4 separate regions of the Ovis aries genome follow, and regions 1, 3 and 4 are each linked to region 2. Evidence: chromatin contacts called from public Hi-C data. All regions are on one chromosome and are shown on one strand. Each heading gives the region's core, a stretch centred on a gene start, on an enhancer-like site or on the middle of the called end of the contact. The rest is flanking DNA. Distances are from core to core; before and after follow the strand shown.

The links. Hi-C and Micro-C count contacts between places; a contact is called where the count stands out from the background.
Region 1: a Hi-C map of liver shows a contact between it and region 2, with 7 times the contacts expected there. The contact joins two enhancer-like sites. A contact is called at or near these places in 12 of 16 Hi-C or Micro-C datasets (blood, hypothalamus, liver and 6 more).
Region 3: a Hi-C map of liver shows a contact between it and region 2, with 3 times the contacts expected there. The contact joins two enhancer-like sites. A contact is called at or near these places in 7 of 16 Hi-C or Micro-C datasets (liver, mesenteric adipose tissue, mixed tissues and 3 more).
Region 4: a contact with region 2 is called in a Hi-C map of hypothalamus, with 7 times the contacts expected there. The contact joins the promoter of HES1 here to the enhancer-like site in region 2. A contact is called at or near these places in 14 of 16 Hi-C or Micro-C datasets (blood, hypothalamus, liver and 7 more).

Annotation. Positions count from the first base shown.
Region 1 is chr1:194,028,026-194,034,093 of ARS-UI_Ramb_v3.0, reverse strand. No RefSeq gene overlaps it. Among named protein-coding and RNA genes, the nearest start is that of CPN2, 29 kb to the right of the region's middle. Within about 2 kb of position 2,328, at least 28 of the 54 cell types and tissues checked have an H3K27ac peak or open chromatin away from gene starts, as enhancers often do. A contact at or near this core is called in hypothalamus and liver, where this site is marked.
Region 2 is chr1:194,518,923-194,524,266 of ARS-UI_Ramb_v3.0, reverse strand. No RefSeq gene overlaps it. Among named protein-coding and RNA genes, the nearest start is that of OPA1, 150 kb to the left of the region's middle. Within about 2 kb of position 4,061, at least 20 of the 54 cell types and tissues checked have an H3K27ac peak or open chromatin away from gene starts, as enhancers often do. A contact at or near this core is called in hypothalamus, liver and muscle, where this site is marked.
Region 3 is chr1:194,076,107-194,081,646 of ARS-UI_Ramb_v3.0, reverse strand. No RefSeq gene overlaps it. Among named protein-coding and RNA genes, the nearest start is that of CPN2, 77 kb to the right of the region's middle. Within about 2 kb of position 3,661, at least 24 of the 54 cell types and tissues checked have an H3K27ac peak or open chromatin away from gene starts, as enhancers often do. A contact at or near this core is called in liver and muscle, where this site is marked.
Region 4 is chr1:194,181,866-194,187,931 of ARS-UI_Ramb_v3.0, reverse strand. It overlaps HES1 (hes family bHLH transcription factor 1), which reads left to right and starts at 1,915. Exons shown (of 4, transcript XM_004003033.5): 1 at 1,915-2,258; 2 at 2,398-2,493; 3 at 2,723-2,810; 4 at 3,482-4,401. The coding sequence starts at 2,151. The coding sequence ends at 4,032. LOC121816684 (a long non-coding RNA gene) reads right to left here and starts at 862. Exons shown (of 2, transcript XR_006056345.2): 1 at 710-862.

The DNA.
Region 1 (6,068 bases), core at 1,079-3,578, 490 kb after region 2:
CAGCATCATTCAAGACCTCAGGCAGAGAGAGCGTGTGCTTGGAGGCTGCAAAGTGGATGTAAGCATTCCTCCCAAAACAGCCCAGCCAGTTTCCCTGGGGTCCTTGGAGTAAATCCCACAGACCCTGCCAGCCCCACCTGGAGAGACTGAAACTAGAGCATGGGAACTTTGGGCAAGATGGGAACAGGATTTCCTGATAGTGATCCTGGAATAGGTGACTGAGGTTATAGAATCTCTTTTCTCTGAGTTGTATGAAGCTGGTAGGAATTGGAGGCAGAGACACAGGAAATGTCTATACACATGCGTGCGCACACACACACACAGATACAGATTACACATCCCAAAGAGAAAGAAAGCAGAGCCTCCATCCACATGGAAAGCTGGACAGCGGCGAGGACAATCCACTCAGAGTCCAGAAGCCTGTCCCAGCTCCACTCTGCTGCCAACTGTGTGGTGACCTTGGGCCTGTCCCTGTCCTGCCCTGCACTAATTCCTGACCCACAAGACGAGAGCATGAATCTCCTTGGTCCTCCTCCAGCTTCTGTTTCATGAGGCCCTGACTTCCAGCTGGGCTCTAGCCAGATGTGCGGCTGAGGCGGTAGGGAAACTGGTCCAAGCTCACAGCTGCCTGTATCCCCGGAGTCGCCCCCAGGCCCTTTTCGAGGTCCAATTCGAGGCTCAGACCTTTACTTCCAGAGGCTCTGCTAGAAGGTGCAGGATCTGTACTGACCTCCCACATCTCTTCCCTGGCCTTCTGTCTATAGGGACTGGTGCCTGGCAGGTGAAATCTCCCGAGTCCTAGGGCAATTGTTTCCAACCAGTCCTGCTGGGTCAGAGACCCCAGGGTCAGGCTGAGCCCTGGAAGGACATCTGCCTCTGGCAAGGGGTCATTCATTAGATTCAAGGAGAGACTAGCATTTCTCAAATTAAACCAAACCAGCTCCCTTTGGAACCCAGCCATCACTCCTTCAACATTGCCTAACAGTGTCCAATCTTGCGTCTGGGGCCCTGAGGGACCCTACCAGGGGCTTCTGAGGAATCAGCTCGAGAAGGGACATGCTGCAGACCAGCTGTGTGACCCTGAACATGTCCTTTCCCTCTCTGGGCCTCGGTTTCCCCATCTGGGTTGGCCTGGCTCCCTGTCATCTGCCCAGTGCTGATGGTCTGTGTCTCTTTCCAACACCCCAGCAGCCTCTCCCCCTTCAGGGGCTACAAGGAATGCCCACCTCACTGGCTGGTCATGGTTGGGAGGGGGCAGGGGTGTCAAGTGAAGGAGCCAGGCGCACTGAAGGTCAAGAAGAGAGCAGGAATCAGGCCTGCCTGTTGCTTCCCAGAATTACCTCCTCTCCTCTTTTTAAAATTATGAGCTGTTGAAGCCCAGAGAGTCATCAGACATCATCCAGACAAGAGGTGTTCAGGCTGTTTTTACCCACAAAACTTTTCTCCAGATGAAATTTCACACAGAGGCCCAGAAAATCAAGCATGGGGGAGGGGAGCAATATCGGGTGAAATGGGAGTCTTTATGATAAAGGCAGCTCTGGCATGCCTGCTGGGAAAGCAACTCCAGGGACATCCTCAGCCAGAGGGGAAGCCAGAGAGGGAGAAGATCACTGCACCTGACTGGGCAGTCTCCTCTAGAATAAACTCCCATCCTGGCTTCAAGGAAGGAGCTGGTTTTTTTTTAAACTAAATTTTCATCAACAACCAGAACTCACTCCTCACCACCATAGACAACGTTCCTTACAAAGACAACTGCCTTGTCAGTCATATTCAAGGGAGGCAATCTCTGGCCCCATCTCTCCCGCTCCTGCATATAAGAACATTATCAGGTTGAAATATCTGATCTACACACCTCAGATAAGAGAGAAAAGGAGTAGGCAGCGGGAACTGAGCTGGGGAGAGCCAGGAAGAAGAAAAACTCAGAAGGAGAAAGGTAAGACTTGGTTCTTGCAGCTGAAGTGGAAGATCCACGGATCTGGCCTGGAGGTACCTGGTCTGGGGGATTTCCGGGGACCTTCGGGGATCCTCATAAGGTAGAGGAGGGGCAGGGAGCTGCCGGGGAATGGGAAAGGACATTGCTGCTCTAGTCCGGTGGAATCTGGGAAGAGATCTCGCGTCATCCAAGGAGCATGAACAAAGGATACCCAGGGTGAGCCCGGCGCCCTGCCTGGAGGAGGCAGGCAGCATGGCTGGCCGGGCGAAGCAACTCGTGACTCGAGACTGCAATGGCCGCGTCTCCCCAGCACCGAGCACAGCCCTGACGTCAAGCGCGGTGGGGCCGGGGCCAGCTCTAACTAGGTACAGATGCACGGAGGAGGGCCGCCTCGGCCGGGAGCCGCTCCCGCGGGTCCCCCTCCCCCAGCCTCGGACCCCCTCCAGCCCCGGGCTGGGAGGAGTCTCGGTCGTCCGCCCGGCGGCCTCCCAGGCGGCGCAACAGCGCGCCCTAGTGGCCATATCCTGGAGAGCGCGTCCAGGAGCCCCGCAGCCCTTGGTGTGGGTCTGACATCTTTGATACCTTCTAACATTCAGAGCGATCACATCTCAATCGTGTGAGGGACTTTTCAAAACCCCAGTGCCCAGGAGACACCCCACCTTAATTAAATTAGAACCCCTTGGAGCGGGACCTAGGCGCCAGTCTGTTTTAAAACTCTTGAGGTGTTTGCTATGTTCCACCAAGTACAGTTCTGGTTCCCTTAAAGTACTGGTTCTACTGCTTTGAGCCTACATCAGAGTCACTTGGAAGGCTGTTAAGACAAGGATTGCCAGGTGCCGGCCTGGCAATACTGGAGTTTTCTGCCCCAGTACGTGTGTGGTGGGGACTTCCTAGCTCTAGCAGTTTCCCAGGTGACGCTGATGCTCTGGTTCCCAGGACCCACCTTGAGGACCTAGGGCTGAACTACATGACTCACGGAGGGGCAGGGCATAGCCCTGAGATCACCTGGGAACTGCCTGGAAACGCAGACTTGAGGCCCCACCTCAGATCCACTGAATCAGAATCTACTGATAATCTAAATTATCAATTCATATGATAGGATTAGAAGCACGCTCTAAACACCATTTTGTCAGGCCTCACAGGCTCAGACTGTGTTGAGTGCTGGCAAAACCTCTCCACATCCTCCCCCAAACCTCTGGGTCAGAGAGCTGGATGGGACATTCCAGATTACCTGACCCATTTCTCCTGCATGACAGATGGGAGAAAGGAAGGCCCCAGGCTGGGAAGGAACTCGCCAAGGGTCAGTCACCCTGGGCCCCTCAAGTTTCATCTATTCATAAATATTCCCTCTCGTCCCGGGAACAGTCCTGTGAGTTATGATTTCATCATCCATGGGTCAGGCACCTCGCGCTCAAGGGAGCCTGCAGAGGCCCAGGTCTTTCCTGTCCTGTCTGCTTGGGAGTACGCTGAGGCAGGGAGTGGGAACACAGGCAAACTGCAACACTGTGGGAGGCGGCCTGCACAGAGTGACTCAGGAGGGGCTGGGTTTGAGAGCTGAGGGTCAGCCACTGACTTTAAGGGTATAGAGACTGACACCCATTTTTCGCTCATGATTATTTTTCTGACTTCTCAGGGAAAAGACACAGATCCGAGGCCTTTCTTACAGGCACCTGTCTTACAGAGAGGATATACCGGTCATCCAGTCTTTCCAAAGTGGAGGGGATGGAGGGCTCTGATCGAAGTTCACAATGGATTTCTATATTTATCTTTGTTATTTGTCATGCAGGTGCTCTGAGGGGTACACAGAGTCCAGGTGGAGAGGCTAGAGACACATACAAATAAATGACCGTGGAATAGATATCACAGGACTAGGAGTTCTGACGCCCATGAGGGCGGGAGGAAGGATGGCGTTTGGAGCAAACGGACACTGGAGGGATGCGCACTGTGGGTCTGGGAGGCTGTGTGGCCCTCACAAGCAGGGCATGGTGGACTTTGAATGTGCCCGAGTTTGGACCTCACACTCCTGACCACTCCACTCACCGCTTTGCCCTCAAAAGGTACAAAGGTGAGAACCGCACCCCCACCCCCACCGTGTCCCGTCTGGGATCTGTAAACAGGATGTCTGACTGGAAAAGAAGCAGCTGAGGCTGGACAGAGATGGGGACGAGGGACTTTAAAGTTGATGAGTTTGGGTTCTGTCCAGGACCCTATGAGAAGCCATCCGAGTTGTGATGCAGGAAACAGACACTGGTGGGAGTTTCAGGGAGACTGAGGCTTTCTAGAGTCCAGCAAGTGGCTGATACGTAAAGCTCTAGCTTCAGAGCCTGGAGTGAGAGAACCACCAAAGTTCTCTGTAAGATTATCTCAATTTTGAAGGGATACATGCATTTTAACATTCTCCCTTCGTTTCCATCCATTCCCCCAAAGCTGGGGGTGTGGTGGGGCGGGGGAATAAACAATTTGTAATTGTTAAATAAAAATGGGTAGGTGTTTGTTTTCCACTTGTGGTCTTTTACATTCCCAGCTACACCACCCTATTATCAGCTTTCCAGAAAACAAAGAAACTGAAATTAAACATTAACCGGGATCATTGAGAATGTCAGTGAAATGAACAGGCCTGGTGTTAGGAGAGGAGAGGCCCCTGACTCTGGCTGATTGTTCAAACAGGAAAGGGACCTGAGCAGGCCTCGTTGCCAAAGGATCGGGAGGCCAGCTGACCCCAATAGCAATTTTTATCCCAGCCAACCAAAGACTGAATGGCCGTCTGTGTAAGGGCTGGGTGCCGGGGTACCAGGAGGGCTCTAACAGGGTTCCAGCCCTGAGAAACATCGGAGGACTTTTTTTTGGCTGGGGGCGGGGCGGGGGGGAGGAGGAGAACAGGGGCGGAGTTGGGGGGCTGGGCTGGGTTTCTGCTGCTGTGTGCGGGTTTTCTCTAGTTTCTGCAAGTGGGGGCTACTCTCTAACGGTGGTGCTGCCCGTCTCGTTGCAGTGGCGTCTCTTATTGCGGAGCGTGGGCTCTAGAACGCAGGCTCAGTAGTGCTGGGCACGGGCTTCTTTGCTTCATGGCATGTGGGATCTTCTCAGACCGCGGATCTAAACCCATGTCCCCTGAACTGCAAGGTAGATTCTCAACCACTGGACCACCAGGAAAGCCCAGGAGAAGGGTTCTTAAGGAGGCAGGTCCAGGGCCACAGAAGGCAGAACGGGGAGTGATGTGTTTTACCACCAGCATCTGCTGCGGGTCTTAAAGAATCAGTAGACATTTACCTGTAGAAAGAGAGGGTGGTCCAGGCAGAAAGAACAGGTGAACAAAGGGTGGAGGGCCATGCAGAGCGTGCGTGGTGGGAGGAGGTGGGTGTGGAGGTTGGCCAGGGCTGGAAGGTAGCATGGGACTAGACTGGAAACACTAGCTCTAAAGTTAGGTTTGAGTAGAAAAGGTCTGGGGACCTTGTCTAAAGCCCCAGGCCACTGTGGAGGAAGGTGGGGTGGCAGGATGTCCTTGTGGGAGGCTGCTGGGGTCATCCTAGCAAGAGATGATAAAGACCTGCCCCAGGTTGCAGCAGACGGGAGGGGTGAGTGAGCTGAAGAGGATTCCAGAGGCACAGTCCTCTGACTCAGTGACTGGTTGTGTGAGGGGGAGGCGAGGGAGGCTGAACACTCTGACTTGGTTCCATCCTGAGGGGGAAGGAGTGGTCTCAGTCAGGAGTTCAGTTGGGCCACAAGAAGCACACTAGTATCTCAAACAGAGGGAATTGGTTGCATACTGATGTAAAAGCTGAGAAGCCGCATGAGATGTTGAGGCTGCACAGAGGTTAACAATGGGGAAAACCACTGGCACCACCCAGAGAAGGAGGGATGGAGTGGGAGGCAGTGTGAGGAGAGCTGGAAGGCCAGACGAAACCAGAACAGGCCTGTGCAGTGGGAACTGGGGGCATGGAGGAGCCCCAGGCCCTGCTGGAGACGCTTCCCAGAGTGGAGAGAGGGGAAGATCCTGGCCTCTCTCCGCCCACCTGCTAATGGCCAAGTACATGAAAGCCCAAAGACAGGAAATGCCTGGCACAGGACTACTAGAGGCACCTGGGTGAGCAAAGATGAGTGCAGACCTAACATGGGAAGTGTGAGGGACCTCCCTGGC
Region 2 (5,344 bases), core at 2,812-5,311:
GCCCACTGGAGCCCCAGGACAGATCTACTTGCCTGGATGGGTGATTTATGTGGTAGAGACAAGGTGTAGGGGCCTCTGCAGAGTTCTTACTGAGTGCTAGACATCCTGCATACGTTATGTCCTGATCAGGAAAACCTCAAGAGTACTGCTGTTATAGGTGTTATTGTCTTTCTATTGTGGATGGGGAAGACAGCTCCAAGAGGCATGTAGCTTGCCCAGGACACACATCTGTGTCAACTTTCATCCTGCCTGGCTTCCAGTTTCCCTTCACACAGCTGGAGACAGGGCCCTGGCTCCACACACCCTCTTGTTCCCAGTTACCAGGCTGCATGCTGATGTCTTCAACCTTCCCTCCTGGCACATGCATCCCAGTCCATCCAGGCCGGCTTCTGGGATGTCCTCTGCTGGGTCTGCATTCCTCACAGCCGGGTCCCCACACAAGGACATAAGCATTCTTGTTTCTGGCTTGAAAAGCTTTACATGCCAGCCAACAACTGAGGAGTTTCTGCTTTTGCTTGAAGAAATAACATGAGCCTTGAACACTGGCCTTGGCTCCCAGGAGGGTACTGGGTAGCAAGAGGTGCCCAGACTGAGGTCCAGGGACATCACAACTATCAGCCAGGCTGGCTGAGACAGTGCCTGTTCCCTCCCTCCAGGCCTTTGAGCCACTGACCCTGCCACTTGGAATACAGGTAGCATTAGGTTTTTAATTCAATGTAGTTTATCCTTTTGTAAATAATACATTCTCATGGTTTAAAATTCAAAAGGTACAATAGGTAGGAAGTGGAAATTCTTGCTCCTACCCTTTATTCCCACCATTTGTTACCTCTCCTCTAGTAACTAATGTTACCAGCTATACCCATTACACTTATAATACAAGTAAATATGTGTGTATATTCATATTCATTTCCCTTTTTTTTATTTAAAAAAAGCAAGTGTGGCTCAGACAATAAAGAGTCTGCCTGCAATGTAGGTAACCTGGGTTTGATCCCTGGGTTGGGAAGCTCCCCTGGAGAAGGAAATGGCAATATACCCACTCCAGTATTCTTGCTGTCCATAGGAAATCCCATGGACAGAGGAGCCTGGCGGGCTAGAGTCCATGGCGTCACAAAGAGTCGGACACGACTGAGTGAATAACACTTACACTTTCAGGATACTATATCCTCTCTTCCACACCTTTCCTTTTCCCTGAACATTTGTATTTTCCAGTTTCAGGACTGGGGCTTATATCTACCCTCTTCTGCTCCATGACACCAGGAGTCAGTCCTGGGACCCTTGTCTTGTGCACCTAAAATGCAGCACAGATGAAAGCGTCAGTCAACGCTTATTAAACAAATTAGTGCCATGTAGGTGTTAAGAGGTTTCTACTGCAGATGCACTCTTGTTTACACTTTCCACGTACATTTTCCAGGAATTCAAGAGACTTTGCACTGATCTTTGGGGGATGTGACCCCTACTTTATAAGGAAAATCATCTAGGGATTGAAATGATTTACTCAAACCAAGTTGCTGCTCCATTTCAGCTACTCCGACTTAGGGCTTTGGAGGTCTTACAGTTGAGCTCCAGAGAAGGGAGAGACTTGGCAGAGTTTTCTCAATAATAACTTCAATATATAGAGACAGGCAAGCTTGGAGTCAGGCTGTCAGTATGGCGCAGTCATGGGACTCTACTTTCTGCTTCACCTTGAGCTGAAGACAGAGCATGCCCCTTACCATTTCTTTTAACCTGTCTTCTAGCTTCCCTGGCTGCAAAGCAGTGACAATTTGACCTGCTGTTAGGATTTTAAGTGCTCCAAGGTATTAAGTCACTAGCATGAAACAGCACAAATATATATATATATATTTTTAAAAACCAGCTAGCAAAGTGCTAACAATGACACTCTGTCTTTGCTTAAGTCTATTCTAAGAAATGGAAAAGCTGGCCTCTGGGGGGCTGTCTGCCGAGCCTGGGAGTCTAGGAACCTTTCCATGATATATGTGCAATAACTTCGTTAGACTGGAGAGAAGATCTAAAACAGACATAGGTTTAGAGCATTCATGATAAATGGTTCTTCACAAATTGAAGCTGATTATTTCTCTCCCTTGCCTTCCCAGAGAGGTGGTCCTGGCTCTTAAACAAGGTTCATTCCTGGAAATGCCATCTTAAAGGCAAACCCCACTTTAATTGTACGATTAAAGTCATCTCTCTTCACAAGAGAACTGAATGGAAGAAGGTGACAGGAAGACTGAAGAGGTGTTCTTAGGCCATGCCTAACAAAGATGGCTACAACTGAAGCCTGCTTCAGATGATGCCCCACAAAGAGGATGCAGTTTATTGTCACAAGCAGGCAGCATAGTTGCTGAGTTACATGGATGGCTGCTGAAATAAAAAAGGAATAATGATTGAGGCCATAGTGAAGAGTTGGAGCCCCCCACCCAGGAGATTTAGAAAGTGGGTCCCTGAAGAAGCTTGCTCCCAAATCTTCAACTTCCTTCACATCTTGGTCCCGTGTAAGCAACGACCTTTCCATCACTGGAAAGTGGCCTTGCAGAGGTCCAAGGTGGAGAGAAAGGCCTGTAGGTCTCCTGATGTGGAGGAAATCACATCCACCACGTGAAGCAGAGCCTGGAGACCAGCCACAGGCTAAGCCTCCTCTCCAAGCCTTCAGCACCTCTTCCAAGCATCTGAGACCAGAAAACTAGACAGTAGCTAGTTAAGCAGTTAGCTGCAGAGCCAAATCTGTATACCATTTTAAATACCAAATTTAAACATGTAAGGGTTTGAGTTTTGAGCTGATGTGTGGCTTTGGCTCCCAGACGCACAAATCTAGGGAGAAAGCAGTGAACTCTCTTCCTGGAATAGAGGACATATCCAAATATGGGCTGGGGATCTCCCCCTCTCCTTCCCTGGGTGGAGTGGAAGATCAAGACAAAGCCACTAGCGCCTGCAGGGAAGCAACGGGTCCCGAGGGAGGTGCATCTGAAGCTGGGCTTAGGTCCTCCTTGAGCTGGCAAAGTTCTCCCTAGGGAAAATACCAGAGATGCCTGGCTCAGAGGAAGTTGCCTGGCATCATCTTCTGGAGATAGTGATTGGGCAGATACCATCTCTCTCCACCAGCTTGGCAGGAGTCTGGTCTTGTGTGGAGAGATGGGGCGTTCTCTGGGATCCGGTGAGCACTTGCAGAGCACCTCTCCTCTCTGCAGGCAGAGGAAATCAGTGTAGGAAAGAGGCAACTGTGCAGCCAATCCTGGCTTCTCCCAGCACGGATGGGCCGTACGTCCAATCTCCTCCCTGGGCAAACAGAGCCCAGTTTTATGCGAGTTGGCCATGGGACTGCTTTCCCAGCCATCCCTACTGGAGTGGCCCAGGAGATGCCAGAGTGTGAGTCATTAAATGGGTCTTCAAGGGGACTGACCAAGTAAGGAGGAACCCCAGAAACCCTTGGGCCTCTCTTCTTCTCTGGATGCAGAGGTGAGGGCTAGAACTTAAGTGGTCATCTTGGTCCATAAGGCCCATGAGGGAGTCATGCTGTGGGAATGGCTAAGGAAAAAGCTGGAAGGAGCTCTGGTTCCCCATGAGTTTGTGGACTGCAGCTATCTGCGGATGCCTTTTTGACGAGGAAATGAGCCCCCAATTTCACAAAGTCAGATCCGTGATTGTGGGTCTGTTACTAGCCGTACAAAGTTCCTACCAGGTACAGGCTGACTCAGAAAGTAGTGAGCAGTAGTAGCTGGAGATATGCAAGCGTCTGCTGTGGGGTTAGGGAGTGAGGGGGAGGGCGGAGGGTGGATGAGTAGGAGCTGAGTGCGAACCGAAAGCCTTCCGTGTTTTGTCCTCGATGACCCCGGCCACTGTGCCTATACCATAGGAACCCCATGGGGTGTTCAACCCCAGACTGTTGTGGCTATTAGTTCAACGGCTTTACTCTGAGCCTTAAAGCAACACGCTACAAAGAGAGAAATTCCGCACAACTTAGGGGCCAGTTTGAACCGCCTGCTTCTAAAACCCTAGGCTTTGCAGTAGAAGCCTGGGACGCTGGAGTGCAGGTGGCTCCCGGGAAAGCCACCGTTTCAGCGCCACTGCCCATGGGCCTATAGGGGGCGCTAAGGAACTGCGGGATTCCTGTCTCCTCTGCCTGAGTCTCCAGCCACCCTTATCCTAGGCCAAGTAAAGGGGGAAAATGGGGCTGGAGCTGGGGCTGGGGCTGGGGCTGGGTTACAGTGGACGGGGACGAAATCCTCACCCTTTACCCCATTCTTCTTAAAGATCTAAAAATGCCAAGCATCTGGTTTTACAGTTCAGAAAAAAATTCCCACCCCCACCAAGCTCTGCGATGAGAGCTCAACACTTCTGTCCCTGAATCTGGGGTTGGGGAGGGGCCTTGGAGACCAGCCAGTAGTCCTCACCACGCGTTTAGCAAATGAGGAAACTGCCGCAGGAGAAGGGAAGCGATGGGTCCAAAGCCACACAGGGCAGGGCGTTAGAGGCAGTGCAGGGATGTGAATCCGGGCCTTCCAATTTCCAGTCTGGAGTTCTTTCCACCACACCCACCACTGTGGCCGCATTTGCTTTCTTTTCCGGCCCTTGGGGGACTTTGGCAGGGCTGGGGGTCTGATGTGAACTGGAATCTGTTTAATTTCACCTCTCATTGCTTCTGCCAGCTCGCCAGCGCTGGCTGACGGAGGCAATTAGAACCAGACATCCCAGAAGGGCATTCCTGGGAGATCTCTTAAAATTCCACAGCAGCTGGGGACTTGCCTTTTCCTGCAGGGACCATCTGGTGTGTAAATACCCAGTTGTGTAAGTCACGGGGTGAAGGGGGATTCACACACACACAGGCTATCTCTTGATACTCACAGACAGAAACAGAGAAATATTCAGTAGCAACCTCTTTCCTTCCTACCTCCCAAAGAGAGAGGTTAGTAGTTTACAGGCCACCCTGGGAACATCTGATTACTTGTTTCTGAGGGGTGAGCACTGTTTGCTCTGGGCGTGGGTGACAGAGGGGTGGGGGGACATTCCTGTTTTTCTTCCACACACACCACCCCCCCGCCCCCCACAGATGGCTGCTTACACCTGGGCTCTGGGAGATGGCCAAGGGGTATTTGTGGCCAGCTCAGCGAATATGCAGCCATGCAGGACCCTGGCTCAGAGGTGTTATCTCAGCTTCTCTGTGGGCAGCTGAGCCTCTGAAAGACAAGACTGCAGAGCCAAGAACCGCAGTGAGGGGCCCCTGACTTGGACTTTGCTGCCTGTGACATCCAGGGACGGCGACATCCGAAACTGAAGAAGGTGGGCCCTCGGCTGAGAGTTGACGGCAGACCTCTCTGTTTCTCAGGGGCTCCCATTCCACACTCATTATCAG
Region 3 (5,540 bases), core at 2,412-4,911, 440 kb after region 2:
TCCCACATGCAGCCAAAACACTAAAATATAAAGCAGAAACAATATTGCAACAAATTCAACAAAGACTTTTTAAAAAAATAGAGCAGCTTACGAAGTGGAGGATAAAGATGAGGAGGTCTGTTCTAGACAGTGAGCCTGGGTCTACATGACCCTACTTTTTCCAGGCCAAGGGATATCTTTCCACTTATTCTCACAATGTCCTCTCATGTGTCAGAGGCAGGTGCTGAGGCCCAGTTCGGCTTCCAGCAGTAACACCACTTCCTTCTAGGAGCAACTGTCACCATTTCTTCAGCACTTACTGTCTGTTCAGCACTGGGTCCGCAGCTTTCCATGCTTTCTCTATTTATCCCACAACAATGCTTTGAGGTAGTTATCATCCTATGTCTCATATGGGCAGCCTGAAAACTAAGACTGAGATAGATTAGCCAACATGCCCAAGTTTTCACAGCTAGCAAGTCGCAGAATTGGTGTTGAAACCAGAGCCTTCAAATTCCTCCCAGTGAAAGTGAAAGTGTTAGTTGCTCAGTTGTGTCTGCTCTTTAAGACCCCATGGACTGTAGCTCACCAGGCTCCTCTGTCCATGGGATTTCCCAGGCAAGAATACTGGAGTGGGTAGCCATTCCTTTCTCCAGGGGCTCTTCCCAGCCCAGGGATCGAACCTTAATTTCCTGCATTGGCAGGCAGATTCTTTACCATCTCAGCCACCAGGGAAGCCCTTCTTCCCAATGAACTTAGACTCAACAATGTCATATTGCTTCCAGATAAGGATCTGAATTGAAACCTAACAAGTTCTATAATGGTTTCATTTGAAACTCATTCATGTATTCATTCATTGAATTAACACTGAATTCCTATTAAGCTCAAAGTATTTTTTTTTATTTTTAGTTTTTATTTTTTTAATTTTAAAATCTTTAATTCTTACATGCGTTCCCAAACATGAACCCCCTCCCACCTCCCTCCCCATCACATCTCTCTGGGTCATCCCCATGCACCAGCCCCAAGCATGCTGTATCCTGCGTCAGACATAGACTGGCGATTCAATTCTTACATGATAGTATACATGTTAGAATGCCATTCTCCCAAATCATCCCACCCTCTCCCTCTCTCTCTGAGTCCAAAAGTCCGTTATACACATCTTTGTCTTTTTTCCTGTCTTGCATACAGGGTCGTCATTGCCATCTTTCTAAATTCCATATATATGTGTTAGTATACTGTATTGGTGTTTTTCTTTCTGGCTTACTTCACTCTGTATAATCGGCTCCAGTTTCATCCATCTCATCAGAACTGATTCAAATGAATTCTTTTTAAAGGCTGAGTAATACTCCATTGTGTATATGTACCACAGCTTTCTTATCCATTCATCTGCTGATGGACATCTAGGTTGTTTCCATGTCCTGGCTATTATAAACAGTGCTGTGATGAACATTGGGGTACGTGTGTCTCTTTCAATTCTGGTTTCCTTGGTGTGTATGCCCAGCAGTGGGATTGCTGGGTCATATGGTAGTTCTATTTGCAATTTTTTAAGGAATCTCCATACTGTTCTCCATAGTGGCTGTACTAGTTTGCATTCCCACCAACAGTGTAGGAGGGTTCCCTTTTCTCCACACCCTCTCCAGCATTTATTGCTTGCAGATTTTTGGATCGCAGCCATTCTGATTGGTGTGAAGTGGTACCTCATTGTGGTTTTGATTTGCATTTCTCTAATAATGAGTGATGTTGAGCATCTTCTCATGTGTTTGTTAGCCATCCGTATGTCTTCTTTGGAGAAATGTCTATTTAGTTCTTTGGCCCATTTTTTGATTGGGTCCTTTATTTTTCTGGAATTGAGCTGCATAAGTTGCTTGTATATTTTTGAGATTAGTTGTTTGTCAGTTGCTTCATTTGCTATTATTTTCTCCCATTCAGAAGGCTGTCTTTTCACCTTGCTTATTGTTTCCTTTGTTGTGCAGAAGCTTTTAATTTTAATTAGATCCCATTTGTTTATTTTTGCTTTTATTTCCAGAATTCTAGGAGGTGGATCATAGAGGATCCTGCTGTGATTTATGTCTGAGAGTGTTTTGCCTATGTTCTCCTCAAGGAGTTTTATAGTTTCTGATCTTACATTTAGATCTTTAATCCATTTTGAGTTTATTTTTGTGTGGGGTGTTAGAAAGTGATCTAGTTTCATTCTTTTACAAGTGGTTGACCAGTTTTCCCATAAGCTCAAAGTATAAACATATAAACATAGTCAATACAATGTGGGTGCAGAGAGTAGGGAGAGCGGTTGTGGTTGTATATGAACAAACGAGCCTTTGTCTTCAAGGAGTCCTAAAGCAGCGGTCAGCCAACTATAGTTTAGCTACCAAATCCAGCCCATTGCCTGTTTTTGTGAATAAAGTTTTATTGGAACATAGCCACCCTATTTGTTGACATGTCTATGTTGCTTTTGCATCAACAACTGCGAAGTTGAGCAGCTACAACAGAGACCAAATGGACCACAAACTTCAAGTATTTACTATCTAGCACTTTTTAGAAAAAAATTGCCTACCTCTGGTCTAGAATCAGAATTACAGAGGCATCAACTATAGTTGTAATCTAGATTATTAAAACGGCACAGGGACTTCCCTGGTGATTCAGTGGCTAAGACTTCGCCTTCCAATGCAGGGGGCGAGGGTTCAGTTCCTGGTCAGGGAACTAAGATCCCACATGCTTCATGACCAAATATAATAATAATAATAAAGAAACATGAAACAGAAGTAATATTGTAACAAATTCAATAAAGACTTTTAAAATGGCCCACATCAAAAAATATTTTTTAAAAATTAAATAAAATGGCACAAATTAAAAGTTGTGGAGATGCCAAGGAGAGCAACTAAAGCCACAAACACAATTCACCCAGGAGGAGGTTTTGACAAAGCCATGGGCTATCAGGAACAGATTCCAGCCCGGAGCACCACTCAACCCACCATGTGGCTGTGCTTGAAGGCACACAGTCCAGGGCAGAGTAGCAGATGCTCAGGCCCCTGGAAAGCAATCGTCTCCAGAGCATCAGAAGTTGACCCTGCCATTGCTGAGCTGCCTGGCCTTGAGCCGATCTTCTTACCTCTTGGTCCTCAGATATCAGTTATCTCTTACTGCCCTGCTGCTGCTCCTGCTAAGTCGCTTCAGTCATGTCCGTCTCTGTGAGACCCCATAGACAGCAGCCCACCAGGCTCCTCCGTCATCCCTGGGATTCTCCAGGCAAGAACACTGGAGTGGGTTGCCATTTCCTTCTCCAATTCATGAAAGTGAAATGTGGCGGGGGAAAGTCCCTGAATGACTTGTGAAAAACTGAAGCACTCTCTGCAAATTCTGGGGGTCCTTGGGGTGGTTGTATGCACACATAGGCTGCCTTGAAGATCCTCACATGTAGCTCAGAAGCAAAATTATCAGCCTTGAATGTAAAATTGCTTTTGTCCCCAGCTGAGCACACTCCATATTTTATTAATTCACTCAGAATGCAGCTTGGTATGTTACAAAAGAGTTTTCCCCTGAGAGGAGTCATTTTCAAGCTGGGAATGTGTGGACATCCCACCCCAAGAGATGATCCTGTGTTTTCTTGGAGGTGGAGGCAGCCCGGAGGTTGGAGCTGGTGTGAGTTGATGCTGGAGGTCTGAACCCAAGGGAACATGTTCTGTCTGGAACCATCACAAAAGAGTCTTTGCAGATACTCAGCCAGCTGGCCCAACTCTGCTAGACACTGTGTTCCCACTCCCTCACCCTTCCTCCAGGAAGCAACTCCTCTGGCCCAGCCTCCATGTTGCTTTTCTGCTCACACCCTTGAACCCATATCCCCAGTCCGAGGTGGAGCCCGCGGAGCTGTCAGTGCCGCCCAGCCGCAGCACCTGGCTCGCCTCCCTCCGTGCTGGGCCAAAGCCTCAGACGCAGGAGAAACCAGAGCTCACTCAGCTGGCCAGCGCAGGGGCTTCCTGTCCAAGTGTATGCGGCTGGGCTTCCTGCTGACGGAAGGGCGGCTGCCGCAGCTCGCCTCTGACATCCCAGGCGGCGGCTCCCAGAGCACGCCCAGCTGGCACCCGGTGCAGGGGCCACGGCTGCACTCACACAGCTGTCAGACAGCATTCCCAGGGACCCAGGGGTCCGGCCTGGAGAGCTATAAAGGGGATTCCTTTGGGGCGAGAGGAAGCAGTGAATCAGCTCAGAAACACTGGAGCTCAGGCTTGTCCTAGGCAGCCAGCCAGAGCATGCCTCACACGCACCCCGCACCCTCCGCACTGACCGACCCCCTTGCTTCACGTGCGCCCCCCTCCCTGGCCACCTGCGCACTTCCGTTTGCGTCCCTCCGTGAGTCTCCACCACACAGCTTCCCTCTGCCCCAGGTGGCCTGGGAACCGGGCCCAAGCACCCGGGTGATAGCCCACCCTGCCTCTGACCTCATGCCCTTAAGGAATTTAACTTCACGGAGACTCAGCTCCCCCTTTACAAGTGGAAACTGGAGAGTGCGAATATTTTCTGAGCATTCCATGTTTATTTTCCCACATTTTAAGGGCGGTGACATAGGAAATGGGGTTAGACTTATTCTGTCTAGTTTCAAAGATCAGAACAAGCATTCCGTGGAGGCAGAATTTGGTTTAAATAAGGGGAAATGAACCCACAAAATAGACTGTCTTCTAAGGTAGTGAGCATCCTGTATGCTGTGACTAGAGGTATTCAACAGACACTGTTTGCAGACTTTCAAATGCTTGACCGTAAGATCCATGAGCACTTCTGTCTCCATTCCTGCTGCAGGATTCAGCATCCAGCACACTGCCTGCCAGGGAGTAAGTGCTCCCAATATTTGCGGAAGAGAGGAAGGAAGAGGAATGAGAAAAACAGGCAGGTGGGGGGCAGGGGCGGGGAGAGAAATGGAAAGAGAGAAGGAGAGAAAGCAGGGAGGAGGAAAAGTAGGAAGGATCATCTCCAAAAACTTTGGAGAACTGACTCTCCTTCAGGAGAGAGCTTGGACAAGCCGACTCCAATGATCTTTTTGACTCTGCGATGATAAAACGAGGGTTTTAGGCGCCCACTCCACGGGGACTCACCAAGTCCACAAGCAGACTCTCCTGTGTTGGTATGTGTCCCAGGCACAGGCTTTTCTACCCAAGCCCACTGTAGTCTACAAACCCCCACACATACATGATGTCCTGCATTTCTGCAGAACCCTGTAAAATGTACAGTCCCCATCTGAAAGACACAGAGCCTGAGGTTCGAAGATGGTAAGTGACTTGTCTGAGCTGAGACTGAGCCTTAGGTATCCTGTTCCTGAGGCCAGTGCCTTTTCCTAATAGGCATATTGATTTGTCTCACGGCCTGCCGTGGAGCTTTCTGCCCCAGAAACTGCTATTATGACCTAACGTGAAAACTGGTGCTCTATTAAAAGCACCAGAGGTGCTCCTATCCTTTGAAAAAGGTAAGGAGACAGATCTACCACACACACACACACACACACACACACACACACACACACACACACACACACACATCCTCCTTTTCCCCAGCTCGCTCCCAGCAGGGATAACACTTGG
Region 4 (6,066 bases), core at 666-3,165, 330 kb after region 2:
TGGCGCTCCCGGCCCGGCGCCCGCCACGTGGCACCCGGCGGCGGCGGCGGCGGCGGCTCCTCCCGGCGCGCGGCCCGGCCAGCCGGCAGCACGCAGCCGCCCGCGCCGCCCGCCTCTTCCCGGCCGCCCGCCGGCGGCCTCCCGGGTGCAGCGAGGGGGAGCTGCCCGGCCTCCCTGGACTCGGAGAGAAGGCGGGCGGCGCGAAGCCGCTTTAACCGCAGCCGCCGAGCGGAGGCAGGAGGCTGACCCGGCCGCTTCCTAAGTGCGGTCAGGCATCTCGTGACCACGGCGGGCGCCGGGGGCCCCGCGGGGGGAGGGAGGGCCAGGGCAGGGAGCAAACAAGAAGGTCCCCACCCCTCCCCCGGGCTGTTGCAAGTGAGGCTTTCGGCGGAGTTAAAACCTCAAGCCCGAAATCAGGGGTGGAGGGGGGGGTTGGAATAATTCCCCACTCTCCACCCCAGGGCGTGCGCTCCCCGCCCGGAAGGGCTGACCTTGGCCCGGGGGTAGTTGGGGTGGGGGCGGTTGGTCAGCGCCTGGGCTAGGCTCCCAGCCCGCCGCCCCCTCGGATTCCAGGCCCGGCGGGGGCCGGAGGAGAGGGGGGGGCCCGGGGACACACACACACACCCCACACGCAGCGCGCGCCAATGAGCCCAGGCCAGGCGCAGGGGGCGGGGTTTTCCCAGGCTCGAGCACAGCAGCTGCTATTTACCTTCTTGGCTTCTCCCGGGGACCAGGAACCAGCCCCCGCGCTCCGCCGCCCGCCGCCGCCCCCCGCCTCCCTGCCCCCGGGGCGCGCGCACACACTCACACACGCACGCACACACACACATCCTCCCTGCCCGGCCGCAGTCGCGGCGGCAATAAAACATCCTGGCACGTGCTCCGGCTCCAGGCGCGCCCTCGCCGGCCGGCTGATGTCAAACTGCAGCTCGGCTGGTGTAGCTCTTAAAGGGCCCGCGCGCGCCGGGTGCCGAGGCTGCCCTGGCCGCCCGCGGGGCGGGAAGGAGGGAGAGGCTGCCGCTCGGCAGGCCGCCTCGGCGCGCTGCAGAACCGAGAGGGGGCGGATGGAAAGGGAAAAGTTGGCAAGGACGTGCGTGCGTCCTTGAGGCATTGCCATCAAAGTCCCCCTTGTTAACCTTTCATTTGAAATTCCATTTCCTTTCTGCTCAGTTGGAAATTATTCTGATTGTTTCCTGGGGAAGCGCGGGGTCCGAGGCCCCCAACTCCAGAGGAAAAATGAGGGACGGACCGGGGGAGGGGTGCGGGGATCGAAAACCACCTTGCTCTGAAAAACCTGCAAATATAAGATGGAGGCACATTTTCCTTTTCTGCATGCAAAAGGAAAATTTTTTGCCCTTTTTTGCACGGTCAACTTTCACCCCCCTCCTCCCCCGAACGTGCGGAGTCTGAGAGGGAAATCACTTAGATCTTTTCGTAACTCACACCCTTACATTCCCCCGTTCTAACCACTGCATTTATAACCTTTAATCCCTGTCCTTCTAAACCTTTAAAAATATATATTTCAAATGAACTTATTACTGGCAAAGCAGCTCTATTACATATGAAAGGAAATAAAGAGCAAAGGCCGAAGCCCCAAGAGAAATAAACTAGACTAGAGCAAACCCAATGCGGAAAAATCCTTTCTAAAGCAAAGGCCAGCAGGGAGAGTAGCAAAGGGTTAAAATCCTTTTGATTGACGTTGTAGCCTCTGGTGCCCCGGGCTCAGGCGCGCGCCATTGGCCGCCAGGCCTTGTGCCTGGCGGCCAATGGGGGGGCGCGGTCCACGAGCGGTGCCGCGTGTCTCCTCCTCCCATTGGCTGAAAGTTACTGTGGGAAAGAAAGTTTGGGAAGTTTCACACGAGCCGTTCGCGTGCAGTCCCAGATATATATAGAGGCCGCCAGGGCCTGGGGATCACACAGGATCCGGAGCTGGTGCTGATAACAGCGGAATCCCCCGTCTACCTCTCTCCTTGGTCCTGGAATTGCGCTACCGATCACCAAGTAGCCATAAGATATTATAATAAACCCTCAGCACTTGCTCAGTAGTTTTGAGAAAGTATAAAGTAAAAGGGACATAAGCAAGACAATTTTTTTGTGTGTGAAGAACTCCAAAAATAAAATTCTCTAGGGATTAAAAAAAGAAAAAGAAAATGCCAGCTGATATAATGGAGAAAAACTCCTCGTCCCCGGTGGCTGCTACCCCAGCCAGTGTCAACACGACACCGGATAAACCAAAGACAGCATCTGAGCACAGAAAGGTAAGGGCAGTACCTGTATTTCCCTGCACCCCCAAGAAATTAAGTCGGGGTTGGGGCTCTTTTCTCCCTTAAAATCGCGGGGAGAAATGGCAGGTCCCATGGGAACTCAAGCGCTCTTTTTTAAAAATTTTCTTTACAGTCATCAAAGCCTATCATGGAGAAAAGACGAAGAGCAAGAATAAATGAAAGTCTGAGCCAGCTAAAAACACTGATTTTGGATGCTCTTAAAAAAGATGTAAGTGGGTAATTCTTTTTTTCTCTCTCTCCCAGGTATTAAGAATGAAATCCCCTTGCCTGCGGGGTCTTCCCTGCCTGCACTGCATTCTCAGAGGCGGGAGAGCTGGGCCCCTCTAGCCGAGGTCTAGGGCTGTCGCCGCCATGGCCAGGGGGAGGGACGGACCCCCACCATTCCGAAACCTCTGGCGAGGCTCTCACTTTCCTCCTTTGCCTCCTCTTCTGTGCAGAGTTCGCGGCATTCCAAGCTGGAGAAGGCGGACATTCTGGAAATGACAGTGAAACACCTCCGGAACCTGCAGCGGGCACAGATGACGGGTGAGAGCGGCTCGCCGCGTCCCCCTCTGCGGGCGTCTCTCTCGCCCCGCGGTGATTTCTTCCAGACTTCCGCCCGTGGTTGTGAGAGGCATTCAGCTACATTTTACTGCCTTGGCTCACTCTTGCGTTCCCACGGTCTGGGGCTTATTTATAGCCACAACTCCAAGTTGTTACTGTTCCGGAAAGGGAGGGAGAGAGGTTGTAGTGGCGAGGGCGGCGGGCGGCGGGCGGCTTGGCAGTGGGGGAAGCGGATGGGGGGGGGGGTGAAAGGATTTAGAACCGTGGTGGTTTTTAAGCTGCGTGGAGCTTGGGGTCATCTAGTTTAGCACGCCCTCCTCGCCCGCTACATAAGGGGAAATAAGGCTCGGATGGTGCAGAAGAGGGGGAAGGGCACTATCCAAGGTCACATCGCGCGGGGGTGGGGAGGAGGCAAATTTGAGGCTTCAGATCGGGTTAAATGAAGCGACAGGGAATGGAGAGGGAGCGTCTCGGGGTCTGTCGCCAAGCTAGTGTGGCTAGGTGGAGGGTTTTTCTAAACCCAGCCGGCTACCCAGAGGCAGTTCCGCGGGCGGGTGGTCAGGGAGGCGCGCCGCGAGGACCTCCCAGGGCGGAGGCGATGGCTTCGGGGCCAGGGCCTTTCGGTGACCCATCCGTCTCCTTCTGGCCCGCAGCCGCGCTAAGCACAGACCCGAGCGTGCTGGGGAAGTACCGCGCCGGCTTCAGCGAGTGCATGAACGAGGTGACCCGCTTCCTGTCCACGTGTGAGGGCGTTAACACCGAGGTGCGCACCCGACTCCTCGGCCACCTGGCCAACTGCATGACCCAGATCAACGCCATGACCTACCCAGGGCAGCCGCACCCCGCCTTGCAGGCGCCGCCGCCGCCCCCGCCAGGACCTGGCGGCCCGCAGCACGCGCCGTTCGCGCCGCCGCCGCCGCTCGTGCCGATCCCCGGGGGTGCGGCGCCCCCTCCCGGCGGCGCGCCCTGCAAGCTGGGCAGCCCTGCTGGAGAGGCGGCTAAGGTGTTCGGCGGCTTCCAGGTGGTGCCGGCTCCAGACGGCCAGTTTGCGTTCCTCATCCCTAATGGGGCCTTCGCTCACAGCGGCCCAGTCATCCCAGTCTACACCAGCAACAGCGGGACCTCGGTGGGCCCCAACGCAGTGTCACCTTCCAGCGGCCCCTCTCTCACGGCAGACTCCATGTGGAGACCGTGGCGGAACTGAGGGGCTCAGGCCATCCCTCCCCCTAAATTCCCCAAACCATCTCTCTTCCCTCCGGACGATAAACAGGAACTTGGACCATGAGAGAGAAGGGAGGACTTTTGAGATTAAGTGGTTACTTTTTTTTTTTAATTTCTAAAGTTACTTTTTTGTAGAGAGCTGTATTAAGTGACTGACCATGCACTATATTTGTATATATTTTATATGTTCATATTGGATTGCGCCTTTGTATGATAAAAGTTCAGATGACATTTCGTTTTTTACACGAGATTTCTTTTTTATGTGATGCCAAAGATGTTTGAAAATGCTCTTAAAATATCTTCCTTTTGGGAAGTTTATTTGAGAAAATATAATAAAAGTAAAAAGAGTGAAGGCTCTTATGACTTAGAATTATTTTTAGAATATGTAAAAATGAAGGTCTTGGCAGAATTTGAATTACACATAATCTGAGAATTCAGGAATTGGTTCCTTTTGTTATTAAAAGAACATTTTAAAAACCCATCAAGCCTTTTACCATGGCTCCTTGAGCTAAATTCCATTTAATTTGTGAGAACCCATCTGTTATGGCTTCCTTGATCAATTTGTGGTCAGTCTCTTAAAAGATTTCAAAACCCTTTTTACCCACCTGCAACTAAAGTCATTCAGTCCTGGTTCTCATACTGGCTCCTTCTGAGGAAGATGGAAGGGGGCTGAGTTCATGAAGTTAATCAATCCAGTACTTTGTGCCCGCCACACATTTAAGGGTGGCTCCTGCAGCACTAGTGCCCTAGGGCATCTCACCAGCATCCGAGTAAAAAGTCTTCATAGCTGCAGCTCCAGCCTTCAAGTGTTGGAGTCTTTCTCTAATTAAAGTCAATCCTTGCAGCTAGACATTTTCTGTAACAGCACCTAAAAGTTTGAAATGCCTCTCTGCACCCTCTTCAAGCAAGCTGAGAAGGTCAACAGATTCCTTCTGCCAAGGAACAGCTAGTTAGACTCCCAAGTGGAGCCCCAGTCCAGATGATTAACACCAGACATATGTTTTTGATAAGTTTCTGTGCTTGGCTCTAATAGAGAAAGCATGTGGAGGCCGTCCTGGCAAGCACACAGGCCATCTTCCCCTTTTAATACAAACAGCAAGCGACCCCTTTGCTTGGTCATGCCCCATTTCCAGGCAAGATGTGGGCTCCAGATAGAAGCAAAAGGGTTGTCTCGGGTTTCAGCTCACATAACCCTCCTTAACAAGTCCTAACTCAAAGCGGACAGCTTTAAACTGTGCCAGGATCTGCAGGGAATTTCTTCCAAATCCCATCACAAAGGCTTGTCAGATTTTGTCAGATTTGGCCAGGTGTTTGACTGCATCCAGGTGTTGGGGAAATGAAAACCACGAGCGCTGCGAGACCAGACACATCAGCCGCGCTGTGGGTCTGGCGGGCGCGCCCTCCTCCCGCACCGCCGGCCAGTCGTCCTCCCGGCCCGGCCCCTCCCGCCAGCCTCCTCTTACCGCCCCCACCCCCACCCCTTCTCTTAGAAGGGCTTCTGGGAGGAGAAGGATGAGGCGGGAGAGATCAATCTTTGAAGCTTTCCTAACAAAGATAAAGCCAACGATTTTCTGTCTTATTTCAAAAGCTTCACCTCTCCCCTGCCTGGCTGGCCTTTCCCACAGGCCAGTGTGGAGAGCCGCTCTATCACTGAAATGATCTAGCAGACAGCAGTCAGTGTTCTACTCAAATACCTTCCATCCAGCTTCAGATCTAGAGCGAAAGGTTTAAAAAATGCTTTAAAATTTTTGGCTCCTACTTGCCTCATTTTGCCTCTGTGAAAGGTGCTCAACATACCTTCCCACCAAAGAAATAGTCATACACACACACTCTTCTTTATCATATCATATTCTGCCATTTCTCTCCTGTTTAAACACAGACATCATAACAATTGCTCTTTTATGACACAACCCAAGCTCAAATGCTTCACTTGGTAAATCTGTCCTCTGGCTCCACCGGAAGCCTCCTGGCAGAAATAAGGGAGACAACAGAATCTCATTTTTATAAAAACGCATTT